Linked DNA regions of Sus scrofa: region 2 is linked to region 1. The links are chromatin contacts, called in public promoter capture Hi-C maps. All regions are on one chromosome and are shown on one strand. Each heading gives the region's core, a stretch centred on a gene start, on an enhancer-like site or on the middle of the called end of the contact. The rest is flanking DNA. Distances are from core to core; before and after follow the strand shown.

The links. Promoter capture Hi-C pulls out the DNA fragments that hold promoters and counts their contacts.
Region 2: a contact with region 1 is called in a promoter capture Hi-C map of liver, with 4 times the contacts expected there. The contact joins the promoter of HABP4 here to the promoter of AAED1 in region 1. A contact is called at or near these places in 1 of 5 promoter capture datasets (liver) and 1 of 2 datasets of contacts at active chromatin or transcription factors (skeletal muscle).

What each region holds. Positions count from the first base shown.
Region 1 is chr10:25,426,168-25,429,997 of Sscrofa11.1, reverse strand. It overlaps AAED1 (thioredoxin-like protein AAED1), which reads right to left and starts at 1,867. Exons shown (of 6, transcript XM_003130856.4): 1 at 1,593-1,867; 2 at 1,061-1,129. The coding sequence starts at 1,790.
Region 2 is chr10:25,634,209-25,638,038 of Sscrofa11.1, reverse strand. HABP4 (hyaluronan binding protein 4) reads left to right here and starts at 2,039. Exons shown (of 8, transcript NM_001244681.1): 1 at 2,039-2,493. The coding sequence starts at 2,130.

The DNA of each region.
Region 1 (3,830 bases), core at 618-3,117:
GGTTTACAAAAGCTACCCAACCCCTTCACTCAAAAGCTCAGGGAAATGAATCTGACTAGTATCCATGAGGACCAGGTTCCATCCCTGGCTTTGCTCAGTGGGTTAGGGATCTAGCATTGCCATGAGCTGTGGCGTAGGTGGCAGATGCGGCTCAGATCCAGCATTGCTGTGGCTGTGGCATAGGCCAGCAGCTACAGCTCCGATTTGACCCCTAGCTTGGGAACCTCCTCATGCCCTAGGTGAGGCCTTAAAAAGACAAAAAAAAAACCCTCATCTGGGGACAAATTTTTATATGCCTGAAGAAATACACATGCGTGTGGTTGTCATAGGGATGTGGAATGTGCATTCCATTAACAATACAAAAGTTTACCTTTAAGATATACTAGTATTTTCCTATAATGAACAATTATTTGGAGTGTTTTTTTTGTTTGTTTGTTTTTTTTTGTCTTTTTGCTATTTCTTTGGGCCGCTCCCGCGGCATATGGAGGTTCCCAGGCTAGGGGTCCAATCGGAGCTGGAGCCACTGGCCTACGCCAGAGCCACAGCAACGTGGGATCTGAGCCCCGTCTGCAACCTACACCACAGCTCACGGCAACGCCAGATCGTTAACCCACTGAGCAAGGGCAGGGACCGAACCCGCAACCTCATGGTTCCTAGTCGGATTTGTTAACCACTGCGCCACGACAGGAACTCCCCTGGAGTGTTATTTATTGCAAAAATAAAGGGAAGGAAACAGCAATAATTTCTAACATTTGGTTTTGGTCATCAATCAACTTTTAAGAACAGCAAGTTATTAAATAACATCAAAAGTATTATTATGGATAATATGTTTATAATCAGGCAGGAATGAAACGGCCCGAAACAGATTTCTAACGCGTCTGACCCCCTTTTAGAGGCGTTGGAGAGATGTGTGGAATGGCAATAGTCTGGGTTTGTGTCTGCGAAGGAGAGGAGGCGCGTTCCTCTCACCTCATCCCATTGCAGTCCTCATAAATGACAGATGACTTTCGCAAGGCTGCCCTGAAGCGGGCACGCGGCTGTTCAAGCTTAGGAAACTTACTTGTAAGAAACTCTTGGGGATTTTGGCCAGATCTTCTACGTATTCCTTGCAGATGTAACACAGGAAATGCTGAAATCCCAACATGGGCAAAAAAGGACAAGTTAGCAACTAACAACTTCAGAATCCACAAAGGACCAAGTACTTTATTGTGCGTGACACTACTTCACGCAACACCCATGCAGGTAGAAAAAGATGTCAGAGGAAAAAAAAAAAAAAGTCTGAAGCGCCCGAAAGTGCACTGAAATTAGGCCGCACCCGGTCCCTGCTAGGCCTCCTCGCTTGCTGAGAAAATGGCCTTGGCTTGGCGGGCTGCTTTTCTATTCCCGTTCAAGGAAGCAAGAGGAGCAGTTCGCATTCCAGAAGCCTCTAGTGGATGATCACGGGAAGGGCCAGGCCCAGCAGTCTCCCCTCTCGGGCCCCGGACCCTTTGAGGGACCCGATGGACTTCCCCTAGCTGGGGCCGTGGAAGCAACCTCCGTCCCAGCCTGCGGGCGAGGTCCCAGCTCCGGGTTGTCTCGCCGCCCGCGCTCACCCGCACAAAGACCACGACAGCCCGTCGCTCTCGGAACAGCGAGCCGAACAGCACCCGCCTCCCGGAGGCGTCCAGCACGGGCATCTCGGCCACGGTGGCGGCCAGGGGCTGCCCACTCTCGGGGCCGCTTGGAATTGAGGCTGGAGCGGCGCGACCGCTGACTTGCCGCGTGACCGGAGCCACGAATGGCGAAGCCATCGTGCCCAGGAACTACCCGCCCGTAGGTCGCACCGGCTGGGGACAGTCTGTGAGCGGGATTGCAGCCAAACTAGGAGCAAGGGGCGGGGCACGGGGCAGGGGGCGGGGCACGGGGCAGGGGGCGGGGTGCATAGGCAGGGCGGGGCGGAACACTGCGCAGGGGCGGGGCACTGGGCAGGGGCGGAGCTGCGTCTGGTCCAGACCCGCCGCGGGGGACGAGTGTGGCACCTTGCCGGTGAGTCTCGGCTTGTACGCAGCTCAGGCGGTCGAGATGTTGCGGGAAAGTAGAGACCCGCTCTCGCGTTTTCTGACTCAGCCAACTCTTGGTAAGAAGAGAGAAAGAGGAGGGTCTGAGCCCAGAAGGGAAGAAAGCAGCTCACTCCGTAGCTGCATCAGCCGAAGTTAGTTTTTATCTGTTCAAGACAGCTAGTGCCCAAGGACATGCCGTGATGGGATAGATTTTTTTCCATCTAGTACGTTTTTAACCCTCTCCTTTTTCAGCTCTCTTACTTTTTTTTTTTAAGATATTATTACCATACGGTGTCGTGCAGATCTTAAGGGTGGAATTATTTTTTTTTATTTTTTATTTTTTTTGCTTTTTGTCTTTTCTAGGGCTGCACCCGTGGCATATGGAGATTCCCAGGCCAGGGGTCTAATTGGAGCTGCAGCTGCCGGCCTACGCCACAGCCACAGCAACGCAGGATCCGAGCGGTGTCTGTGACCTACACCACAGCTCACGGCAACACCAGATCCTTAACCCACTGAGCGAGGCCAGGGATCGAACCCTCAACCTCATGATTCCCAGTTGAATTCGTTAACCACTGAGCCACGACGGGAACTCCCACATTTTTTAAATTAAATTTTTAAATTTAATAATTTGCCAACATTTTATCATGGAAAATTTTAAACCTGCCCAAAAAGGTGAAAGATTTTTCCAGTGAACACTCTTATATCCACTACCTAGATTCTACTGTTAACATTTTACTCTATCACAACCTATGCATCAATCCGATTAGGTGAGTTTTACCTTATTATCCATCTGTTATCCACAACCCTATAAAAATATGGAACATTGCTGTCGCTTGAAAAAATTCCCCCGGCTCTATTTCTTAAGAGCTGATATAATAAACCTATTTATAAATGTTTTAGGCATTTCAGGAGTCCATGCCCTTTTTTCAGACTTGTTTTGCTATAGCTATTTACCAGGCCCCTCAAATGAGATGTGCCTCTGTGTGTGTGTGTGTGTGTGTGTGTGTGTGTGTGTGTATGTAAATGGTGGATTGTGAGGGATGAAGAAAATGGAATTAAATGGCTTGGAGTTCCCAAGTGGTGCAGTGGGTTGAGGATCTGGCACTGTCACTGCTGTGGCTTCTGGTGTCGCTGCTGTGCTTCTGTTTGATCCTTGGCTAGGGGAACTTTCATATTCTGTGGGCTGCCAAGAAAGAAAAAGAAAAAGACTTGGCTTCAGTTTTGTAGAAACCTATGGTCAATGCATACCACCTAGTCTTTTAAGCATGTTTCTGTTCTACTTAATTTCTCCTGGGGCAGGCTGTGGACAAGCAGGCATAGGTAAACTTAGGAATTTCTGCAGCCTCTGTGAAACTCAGCTGGTCCTGGATTCGGTGGTTGGTCTTGCACTGGGGTTTCTCATAGATAGTGACCATGTGTCTAAGATTTCCAGGGCAGAACATGATCAACATTTAGGTTCTGTGTCTACAAGTTCTTTCAACCTTATATCTGGATTTCTTTTTTTTTTTTTTTTTTTTTTTTTTTTTTTTTTTTTTTGTCTTTTGTCTTTTTGTTGTTGTTGTTGTTATTATTGTTGCTATTTCTTGGGCCGCTCCCGCGGCATATGGAGGTTCCCAGGCTAGGGGTTGAATCGGAGCTGTAGCCCCCGGCCTACGCCAGAGCCACAGCAACGCGGTATCCGAGCCACGTCTGCAACCTACACCACAGCTCACGGCAACGCCGGATCGTTAACCCACTGAGCAAGGGCAGGGACCGAACCCGCAACCTCATGGTTCCTAGTCGGATTCGTTA
Region 2 (3,830 bases), core at 790-3,289, 210 kb before region 1:
TCAGTACTTCATTCCCGTTTTTTGGCCAAATATCTTTTTGTCTTTTTTTTTTTTTTTTTTTTTTTTTTTTTAGGGCTTCACCCTTGGCATATGGAAGTTCCCAGGCTAGGGACTGGACCAGAGCTACAGCTGCCAGCCTATGCCACAGCTACAGCAATGCCAGATCTGAGCTTCATCTGAAAACTACACTGCAGCTTGTGGAATTTTGGGATCCTTAACTCACTCAGCAAAGCCAGGAATGGATACTAGCTGGAATCTTTTTTTTTTTTTTTTTTTTTGCTTTTTAGGGCTGCACCTGCAGCATACGGGAGTTCCCAGGCTAGGGGTCGAATCAGAGCTGCTGCCAGCCTACACTACAGCCGAAACAATGTACGATCCGAGCCATGTCTGCGACCTACACCATAACTCATGGCAACGCCAGATCCTAATCCACTGAACCAAGCCAGGGATACTAACTAGTCAGGTTATTAACTTACCAAGCCACAACTGGAACTCCTCTAGTTGGGTTCTTAACCTGCTGAGCCACAAGAGGCACTCTTTTTGGCCAAATATTAATCTATTGCACCATATTTTGTTTATTCATTCATCAGTTGATATACTTTGTTTGTTTCTACATTTTAGCTATTGTGAGTAGTGCAACTATGAAGATCAGTTACAAGTTTTTGTTTGAACACCTGCTCCTCTTTTAGATTAAAAAAAAAAAATAGGCTTTTAATCATAAACCTCCACTGACTCCAAGAAGGAGAAGACCAGCTACCTTAAAATCTTCAGTCATTCAACAAATATTTCCTGAGAACCTACTGTACAGCTACCTAGAATGCTAAGCACTGGGGATATAAGTTGCAATGAATACGACAGACATCATCCCTGTCCTACTCCTTGTGAATGACAGAAAATTGAATAAGTGAGTAAAACACAGACCTGGCAGCAGTTTTAGGATTAAGAGTTCTTTTTCCATTTGCTATTAAAGGACAGCAAAAGCTGGTAATGACCCACCTAAGCAAGATGCTGTAGCAGAATGCTTTTGGATACAAGAAACAAGTATAACGAAGACTAGTTTAAACAATAATGGCATTTGCTGTCTTACAGAATAAGTCTGAGGCAGGTAGATTCCGGACCGTGGTTAAGTCAGCAGCAGCACATCATCAAGGAACAAGGTTTTCTCCATCATTCTGCTCTGCCACCCTCACTGTCACAATAAGGGCCAGCAACTCCAAGCATCATGTCCCCCTCACATAACATGGACCAAAAAACAGAAGTGGAAAGATGACAGATCCCTTCCCAACCCTTTTTAGGTACCAGAAAAATGTTCCTCCAAGAAATCCTCCGGAAGACTCACCCACGGTTTGTTCTGCCAGATTTGCACCACATGCCTATACCTCACCAGTCAGGCCCTCCCCTAACTCTGCAAACTGGTTCACTGAGTTTGAATGGGTTGTGCTTCACCCCAGCTCAAGATTCCAGGACTTGCCTTTGCTCCTGGCCCTTGTCATCCTTCAGATCTCAGCTTAACCATCATTTCCCAGGGAAAGTCTTTTCAGGCTTCTTAATTAGGTCAGGTCCCTTTGCTATAGGATCATAGAGAAGTATGGGCCTTTCTTTTAGAGCACTTTTCTGCCTATAGACTGTAAGATCCACGAAAACAAGGAGCTAATATCTCCTACAACATAATGTCTGGCACATATAGTGTCCACTGTGTAGTTGTTGAATGGCTCAACCAATATATAAACTTCAAAGAAGAGTGGCCGATGATGAATTCAGGGAGAACGCAAATAATGGCTAGGATCCACCCTCATAGCCCAGCTGCCTAGCTCCGCCCCTTGGGCCCCACCCCTCCCTGCCGAGTCGTGGGGCGGGGCATAGAGGTCGCATGACGTGACAGCAGCCAGTCGCTGATTGGGTTTCCAGTCGTGCCGGCTAGGAAAGGGGGCGTGTCCGCGTGCGCTGATTGGCTGTCTGGTAGCGGCTGGGCGGGCGGCGGCGGCGGCGCGGGGGCGGGCGCTGGGAGGGACGGGACTGGGCAGGGCAGGGAGGGCAGTAGCTGCGGGTAGGATGGGTCCTCGCCGCCGGCTTCGTTGAGACTTGCTCGCGTGGGCTGCCCTCGGCGGGCCCGCAGTGGCCGCGGCGGCATGAAGGGCGCTCTGGGGAGTCCTGTGGCCGCGGCCGCCGCAGGCGCCGTGATGCAGGAGAGTTTCGGCTGCGTAGTGGCCAACCGCTTCCACCAGCTGCTGGACGACGAGTCAGACCCGTTCGACATCCTGCGCGAGGCCGAGCGCCGGCGCCAGCAGCAGCTGCAGCGCAAGAGGCGCGACGAGGCGGCGGCGGCGGTGGCAGCGGGGACCGGCAACCGCGGTGGCAGGAGCCCGGCTGGGGCTTCGGGCCACAGACCCGGCGCGGGCGGCGGCCGGAGGGAGTCCCAGAAGGAGCGCAAGAGCCTCCCGGCCCCCGGCGCACAGCAGCCGGACAGCCCCGGGGGCGGCCCGCAGCCGCCTGGTACGTGCGCCCCGCCCGGCACCTGGGCGGCCCGTGGTGGGCGCGGTGGGCAGGAGGGAAAGGAGAATGGGGTCAAGGAGGTCACCCTTCCTCAGCTCCCTCACGATCCCCCGCTGCGAGACTGGGGTCCCTGGAACCTGTTCAGAAAGAGCAAGGGGCTCTGGAAAGAGTTGGCTGGAGTTGAGGGTCCTTGTGGCCCAGGAAGGTGGGGGAAAGGACGGGAATCGGGGGTGTCACGCCACTTCTGGCCTTTTTTAGTCCCTTCTGGGGGCAAGGGAGAGTGCAAGCTTGGAATAGGGGGTTTCAAAACCCTGCGGCTGAGCCTTTACAAGTTGGCCAAAGTTGAGGACTATTTCTGGGGTTGAGGTGTAGGGGCGAACACTGGGGTCGCTGCCCTGGGGCTCTCAAATATAGAACTAGCCGGGACCTTCTCCATCCTCCAGCCTAACCTCTGCAAGATTCTCATCGGGAGGTAGAAAGAAAAGGGTGGTGGGAAGGGGAGAGGAGCGCCCCTCTTAAGGAGGATGGAGAAGGGCGCAACCCGGCCCTTTGGGAGTGGCTGCGAGAGCCCGGGACGTGTGAAGGATCTCCGGGGTGAGGGGCTGGATCCTCTGTGATGGAGGGAAGGCCCGAGTGACCGCGGGGGCGGGCTGTGACGTCAGGGCCGCCAGCGGAATGCGGCGGGGGTGGCCGCGGGGTCCCCGGCGCCTTCCAAGTTCTGTGCCTTCACCCATCCTTCTTAGGATAGCTTCCAGCAGTCGTCCGGTACGTTTTCAAGGCAGCAAGCAGTGTTGATGGGTTGTGTAACTTGTGATTAACTCTGACTGCCTTAAGAAGAGCGTTTTTAATTTTTTCAACACGAATATTCAAAGTTCCCCACAACCTGCTTAGCCAGAACGGCCAGTGCAATGGTATACTACTGTCTGCATTCAGGGATGGTGGGTGCCCAAGTGTCCTTTCTCACCTGAACTGCATCAGTGGCAAAGTCTCCAGGACTCCCCCTGTTTCTTCTAGGACTCGAAGGCATTTGGTGCTAAGGTTTCCCAAAAAAAGAGTGTTAAGACCATCCGAGCCAGTGTTTGGCAGTGTATTCCACTGGGCTTTACTGGCTTGTTCCTTGCTTGATAAAAAGTGTGCAGCCCAGCCCTAAGTGAACAACTCCTGATTTCAGCGTTGGGGCTTTGCGTCTTGCAACTAGGTAATGTTTCCCTTTATCTGTGCGAAGTTTAATCGGGCAGTATCTCTTGAGAATCAGAAAATTAAGTCACTGTAGTAAAGCTTATATAGACAATCATAGAGAAGATTAAAAAGAAAATTATTTGAAATACTATTGGCTA